Regions from separate parts of the Danio rerio genome. Here region 2 is linked to region 1. A link is a contact called in public Micro-C data. All regions are on one chromosome and are shown on one strand. The core of a region is the stretch at or near the end of the contact, and the rest is flanking DNA. Distances in the headings are between cores, read along the strand shown.

Evidence for each region. A called contact is a pair of places that touch in the nucleus more often than the background predicts.
Region 2: a contact with region 1 is called in a Micro-C map of caudal fin, with 18 times the contacts expected there. The contact joins two enhancer-like sites. A contact is called at or near these places in 3 of 18 Hi-C or Micro-C datasets (caudal fin, hematopoietic stem cells and an unstated tissue) and 1 of 4 datasets of contacts at active chromatin or transcription factors (caudal fin).

Annotation. Positions count from the first base shown.
Region 1 is chr16:24,851,418-24,855,215 of GRCz12tu, reverse strand. It overlaps adar (adenosine deaminase RNA specific), which reads right to left. Exons shown (of 15, transcript NM_131596.2): 15 at 3,552-3,798. Among named protein-coding and RNA genes, the nearest start is that of adar, 30 kb to the right of the region's middle. Within about 2 kb of position 1,420, at least 12 of the 62 cell types and tissues checked have an H3K27ac peak or open chromatin away from gene starts, as enhancers often do.
Region 2 is chr16:25,009,210-25,012,582 of GRCz12tu, reverse strand. kcnn3 (potassium intermediate/small conductance calcium-activated channel, subfamily N, member 3) reads right to left here. Exons shown (of 9, transcript XM_009292295.5): 9 at 797-2,150. The coding sequence ends at 1,815. Among named protein-coding and RNA genes, the nearest start is that of rps27.2, 79 kb to the left of the region's middle. Within about 2 kb of position 1,837, at least 4 of the 62 cell types and tissues checked have an H3K27ac peak or open chromatin away from gene starts, as enhancers often do.

The DNA.
Region 1 (3,798 bases), core at 171-2,670:
CAGCAGATCATTCATGTCAGATCTTGAAAATAAAAAAAATAGCTGAAGGTTTGAAAATTCAGGTCAGAATTGCGATTCAGTGCAATCCAACAGCAACAGTCACTCAGTGGCCTTTTAATAATGTTAAAGAGGTTTAATATGAATCAGTTCAATTAAAAATCCTTTACCATTTCATTGTGCAAGCAGTGGCTGCTATTTAAAGGTTTCTTGTCATGTTGTGTCGCTTTTGGTGCAGACAGTCAAACTGCGTGTTACTAGAATCTTGTTGCGAAAAGGACAACACAACAACCAATTTAAACATGCATTATAAACCAAGTTTGAGCATTATTTTCTATATTACGCTAATATTTCCCAGCACTGGGTTGCGGCCATCCACTGCATAAAAACATGGCAGAGTAGTTGGCGATTCATTTCATTGTGGCTACCCCTGATCAATCCGGGACTAAGCTGAAGGACAATTGATTAATAAATGAATAATACGATTTAATGGGCGTCTTCTGTGAATCAGTACACTATATAACCCAATAAGTTAAGGTAACTCACACCATTTGAGGAAACCGATTGCAACAAACCATTTAAGTTCAAAAACTAATCTTAATGGGTACTGTGAACTTAATACATTCAAGTAAAAGAAGCAATTTTAACACAGTAAAACCAAATAAATGTAGAGAACTCAAACCGAGAACTGTCAAACTCAATAAGGTAACTGAAACCGCTTGAAGAAAACTGATTGTTACAAACCATTTGAGTTGTAACAACTAATTTATATGAGTACTGTGAACTTGCTCTATTTAAGCTGAAGTAATGGGGTATTTGATTGACTCATTACCTTCATCACTGGGATCAAAACTCTTTTCAAATGAGTAGAATTAACTGTCAATTTTGAGTTAACTACACTCATTTCATTTACAGTTGACAGTTGGGTTTTACAGTGTAAAAATGTTTGAAAGACAAAGAATATAACCAATTTTAATACAAGTTTACCAAAAACTGGATGCATTTTTATTTTTGTGTGCCTATGTAAGGCTTATAAAAAGTGTTACTGTTCAATCTTTCTTTAAAGCATACAAGTAATAGCCTTTAAAGGTACGGCTACAAGCATTCCTATAAAAAATTGGATAATTTATGAAAGAAGCTCCATAGATCTGGCATTCACCATGCATAGCAGCACATTATAACCTCATTATGCAAGGCACAGATATGCACAGAATTCTAAATACAGTAATAACACTTGTGCCGCGACAGTTGTTGTGTAGGTGGAAGTTAGAAGGGAAAGCCCTCTAGAGCTTGATCTCACTCTCTCTCTCTCTCTCTCTCTCTCACACACACACATCTAACAGACACACACATTTCACATTACATTAGTGCATTTGTCATTCTAGTCTAGGCCTGCAGAACAACTTTGATTCTACTGAGTCAGCTGCTGGAGAGACCGTGTGCGCTTTTCATGGGAGGGTGAAAGCATGAGTTATAATGTGTCCACAGTCTTAAATGTTTCGTTTCAGGGCTCAAAACAGTGTCAGCTGTTACCATGCATCACTAAGATTCCACGAGCACTGGGAGCAACACATGCTACTACTGTTTAGTGTTCTTTACTTAGTATATTCATTAACTAGTGACAGTTAGCTTTATAGTTCAGTGTTTCCCTCCATTTTTTTTCTTCTCCCGAGGCCTTTTCTGCTACCCCTACTACAGTACATCCCCCATTCCCTCCTCTTACTCATTCTTCTAGGGCATCAATCATCGCATTTACTTGGCATATAGTTCAGACTAATATTTTATATATACAAGCCATGTGCTTGTTTAATATTTCCATTGAAATATGTGTGAACTGACTGACATGGACAACCAGGAGCCTTGTTTGCCTTACAGCTATTGAATCAATAAATATTAAAAGGCAATTTTATTAAGAGACAAAGAGAAAATAATCTGGTGGAACAATTAATAAATTGTACATTTTAAAATTAAAATAAATTTGGCCACAGATGCTTGTGATAGTAAATTAAATGCCAAGTATTTTATTTTTATGATAAAAACTAAAGCACAAAAAAAGTACATGTTTGGATCATGTATGGATTATTTATGGAACAATACTATTATTACAAAATTATAGACAATACTTTAGACAGCCCATACTTTGAACTTGGGTGGAAGAACAGGTGGTTAGACAGAGGATTGCCAAGTCTATGGAGTCTCGCACTACTTTGAACACTTGCGATACATGTTAAAAGTTTTGACATATTGTATTAATTATATTTATATGGTTACGTACACATATTTAACTCTAACAAATTTCTCATCAACCAATGATAAAAAAAGAAAAATGCTAGGATGAGGAAACAAAACAGATACATCCATACACAATCTTTATACTTCCAAATATAAAGCTATAAAGCTGGTTATAATGAATGCCCTTGATACATCATATACAGTCCTCAGCATAATTGAGTAAACCTCATTTTGAAAATGAATATTTTGAATCATTTCTTAGTATGGGCAATGCATTTTGGTGCATTTCAACAAAACAGATAAAACAGATATATTTATTAAAATAATAGTTTAGTCACCAAACATATTTAGAAACTGGAACATAATACAATTAAATTCAAGCAAAATATTGCAAAAATAAATAAACACCTACAACATTTCAACTAAATTAAAATTTTATTTATTTTTTGCTTCTCTTGATTTTGCCTTTTTATTGTATTGAATAATTTTCTATAACATAAATGTTGGTGTAGTTTTTAGACAATTATACGTTTTTTTTTTTTTAAATAAGCTCCAGATTTGGCTTCAGTGTGACTAATCTAACGTATATGCACAAATATATTGTATAGCTTGTAAAAAAATATGTAATAAAATATGTATTGAAAAGATGGATTTGTAAGGGGTGTAGTTACATATGCTGAGCACTGTATTTTGGGGTTTGATATCAGAGCTATTTTTCTGGCCTCTGGGCTAGCTGCCAAAACCTTCAACCCTGGTTAGACCAGATAATGACCTTTTGGTTGAATGCCGACACAGCAAGCGCCACAAGACAAAAATACGGTGTTCGAACTCTTGACGTGAAGGTGACAGTTGTCAGTCTGCTTATTTAACGTAGGTTAATATCGCAACTCCACATGCTTTTTAATGAAGTGAGAATTTAGCAATAAACTTCACCTCTGCAGCTGGTGGTAGGCTTATTTTACTCTACTCATTACCCAACCTATAAAAATACCGAATCAGCGGGCTTGCCAGTGAAATTACTAAGGGGAAAATGAATAATTTCATACCGTAATGTTCTCTTTTATAGCATCTCGTCCAGGCGTTTGATCACTCTCAAATCTGTCGTCTGTGAACTACACGAGACGGTGAAAAGTCGCCATCCAGCGGTAATGGAATGAAGTGGTTAGAGTTTTGAAATCATGCATGAATCTTGTGTACGCAAATTTTAACCTCCCAACTACACTTACATTAGAATATATTTGGCTAGCTTTTGTGTAAACATTGACACCCAGATATAAACGATATCAATATAAACGATCAAGTAACGAAGATGCAAACAGTTTAAAAAACAAATTTATTAGATTGTAGGCCAGGAATTCAGCTTTTCCCATCCAAATATTAATATATACAGTACATTTATTAACAAGTGCCATTTTTTTTGTTAGCTTGCATACTGTTGCTGTTTTAAGCAACATTTAATGTTTCATAATTGATAAGCTAAAGGTTAGAAACTGAACTGAACGCATAAATTACATACACACCTGATAAGACAGTCATAAATGTGTATTACGCCTGCATTTCAAATTAAAT
Region 2 (3,373 bases), core at 588-3,087, 160 kb before region 1:
TAGTAACGTGTATTTATAAAGCGCATTTATCGTGTATGGCCATACACCCAAGGAGCTTCACAATCATAAGAAGTGGTCTCCACTCCACCACCAGTGTGCAGCATCCACTTGGATGATACGATGGCAGCCACAGGACAATTTCCCCAGTGCACTCACCACACACCAGCTATAGATGGAACGGAGAGACTGAGAGAGCCAATTCGGTGGATGGGTAAGGGAATTTGGCCAGGACACCGGTGTTACATCTCTACTCTTTAAGCGAAGTGCCATCAGAATTTTAATGACCACTGAGAGTCAGGAACTCATTTAATAACAACATTAATAAATTAAACTAAAACGAATTTAGGCGAGGCAGTGGCGCAGTAGGTAGTGCTGTCGCCTCACAGCAAGAAGGTCAGTGGGTCGCTGGTTTGAACCTCGGCTCAGTTGGCGTTTCTGTGTGGAGTTTGCATGTTCTCCCTGCCTTTGCGTGGGTTTCCTCCAGGTGCTCCGGTTTCCCCCACAGTCCAATGACATGTGGTGGTGAATTGGGTAGGCTAAATTGTCCGTAGTGTATGAGTGTGTGTAAATGTGTGTGTGGATGGTTCCCAGAGATGGGTTGCAGCTAGAAGGGCATCCGCTGCGTAAAAAGCTGCTGGATAAGTTGGCGGTTCATTCCATTGTAGCGATTAATAAAGGGACTAAGCCGACAAGAAAATGAATGAATGAATGAATGAAAACGAATTTAGGGCTGCAAATTTAAGAGGCAAACAAAAATGGTCTTGTCATTCACACAATGATACACACACACAGACAGTCATTTATAGATATATACTTTATTAATTCTCTCTGGTAAAATAAAATTACAAAATAATTTCAACCTCAAACGGCACCTCCCTTATCTATAATTAATATCAATAAAATCATTATTTATACAGCAATCATAATTTCCAATGACGAATGAGAAGAATGCTATCTTATAATCTTATAATAAATATGAGCTATAACTGCGTTAGTAATTATTAATGGTAAAAAACTGAGCGATACAAAGCTAAGTTTTCAGTAATAGCATACTGTACAATATTCCAAGAGGATGTAACTCAGTATTCCGGCCACAGGATGTCACTATTAGTCAGTTTTCAAAATGGTCTCTCCTTCAAAATGGGGTCAGAAGTAAAATAGTCTCTTATTTCAACGCCATTATAACAGAAGCAATTCCACTAAGAAAATGACTATAATCACTCATTCTACAGTTATTTCAGTGTGAGCAGCTGTTCCACCTTGATGGGGTGGTTTTTATAATTTATCGACTGGCTTCAGCGTCGCTCCTCCAAATAATGCTTCTTTCAAATGGCTGTTAGTCTCTTGCAGACTGTAAAAAAGGTGCTGTCCAGATCTCCAGATCATAACATTCTCAGCTGCTGATTATTTATACTCTCTATAACCACTCCCACCCTCCTCTCCTAGGTTTACAACACACACCATTCCAGTCAACTATAGACAGAGAGCACTTTGGTAGCAAAGACGGAGTCAGAGAAAGTGTAAGTAAGAGTCCATGCATGTTAACATGTCTGAGTTAGTTAGTCTTCTAAAATCAATACATTCATGGTAACAGTAGAGGACGTCCGTCTTGTGGACTATAGGAAATATGGCAGTTTTGTCATCATAGAGGTTTTGTGCAAATGTTAGCATCTCCTCCATCTCTGTGAGATACTCAAGCTGCGCAATGCTCATAGTTACAGTGCATCGTATGCGTGTGAATGTTTATGTTATTTCTCTGCTTTCGCTAATTGTCCGTCTTGCAGCCCAGGAGGGAACATCCTGCACCGGCACTCTCAACAACTGGAGCTGCTGGTGTTGGGACTGTCCTCTGCGGGCTGAGTTGAGGGGATGGAGCCTGAGCCGGAGGGGGGGTTGGCTAGAGGCAGGCTGGCAGCAGTGGGTGAGAGCGCGGAGGGCACAGTGGGGCTCAGAACCTTGGCATCACGCTCACGCAGCAGTTGAACGAGCGCCGCATGCTGGGAGCTGAGCGTGGCCGACAAGTGAGCGGGCAGAGCATTAAAGCCGGCCGTCAAACGCTCCACCCGCTGCTCCAGACTCAACATCTGCCTCTCCAGATCCTCACTTCGGTCGTTCAGCTCTGACATCAGTTCATACATGACGCTCTGCATCTGTGTAGAGAGAGAAGGATAGATAAATGAAAAACTTTGGTGGTAAGCATGCTGTAGCCAGCAGGGGTGGATTTATTGATTTAAGGGCCCTAAGCAATTCCAACCAAGGGTCCAAGCAATCTTAAATTTCAGCCTTTGTACTTTTATTTATTTTCTGTTTACTTATATTGCTGTTTTTTCTCTCTTCTTTTCTGTGTTTTATGTTATTGCAATCTCTACATTTTAAAATATTTGTTTCCTTAAAAAAAAACAACGTTATATTAGATGGGTATTATTATCTCCAGGTATTTATTTGGGGCCCCCAGATTTCCTGGGACCCTAAGCAACCGTTTACCTCACTTATTGGGTAAATCTGCCCCTGGTAACCAGCTATACTGGTGATCAAAATTATTATATCACCTTAAAGATCTGAAAATATTGAACATTTTTGCCCATAATTGGCCCATTTGATTCTTGTGACCGTTTTTATGTAACTAGCTAATTATTTATATGTGCCTGCCTTTAAGCAATATACGGACTCCACTCTCCCTGCACTCCTTTTTGTAAATCGATAATAAACAGGCTAACAATGGTGCTTTTTATTTTCTACAATTGGAGCAATCCTGGCATGTAGTCTGCTGTGAGTTTGGATGTAAATATAAAGGCTAACAGGTGTCTTTACACAGAACCCCAGCTTTTAGGCAACAGCAAAATGGTTTAGTTTGGTTGTGTGTGCTATTTTATTTTTTTACTTTTTATACATAATTTGTGTTTGTTTGTTTGATTACCGTTAGCAAACGGCAACTTAATTTCACTCATGTTTAGAAGGAGGTAATCTTCCTGTCGTGCAGAGCTGTGTATGTTATTAATGGGTAGTTTTTAGGTTTTATGGTAACCAGCATATTTTCATATACAGATGTTTGTTTAAATAGATTTAACAATGATAATGGTATCTGTAATTTCAATCCATAATAAATTATATGCACAGGACACAGCCTGGGGTGATCTTGCATTTTGTCACTTGGAAACAACTTAAAATATACATTCAGACAAACATATGCATGACTTTATAAAGTAATTTGGACATTAATAAAGAGGGGAAATGAAGGCTGGTAGTGGTGAAACAAATCACAACTCTCACTGTTCGGATCACATTATGTTTTTTTTTTAGTCACGGATCAGACCATTTTTCAGATTAGCCAAAAAAGGGAGGAGACAAATCACAATTGTGATTGTAATCTTTA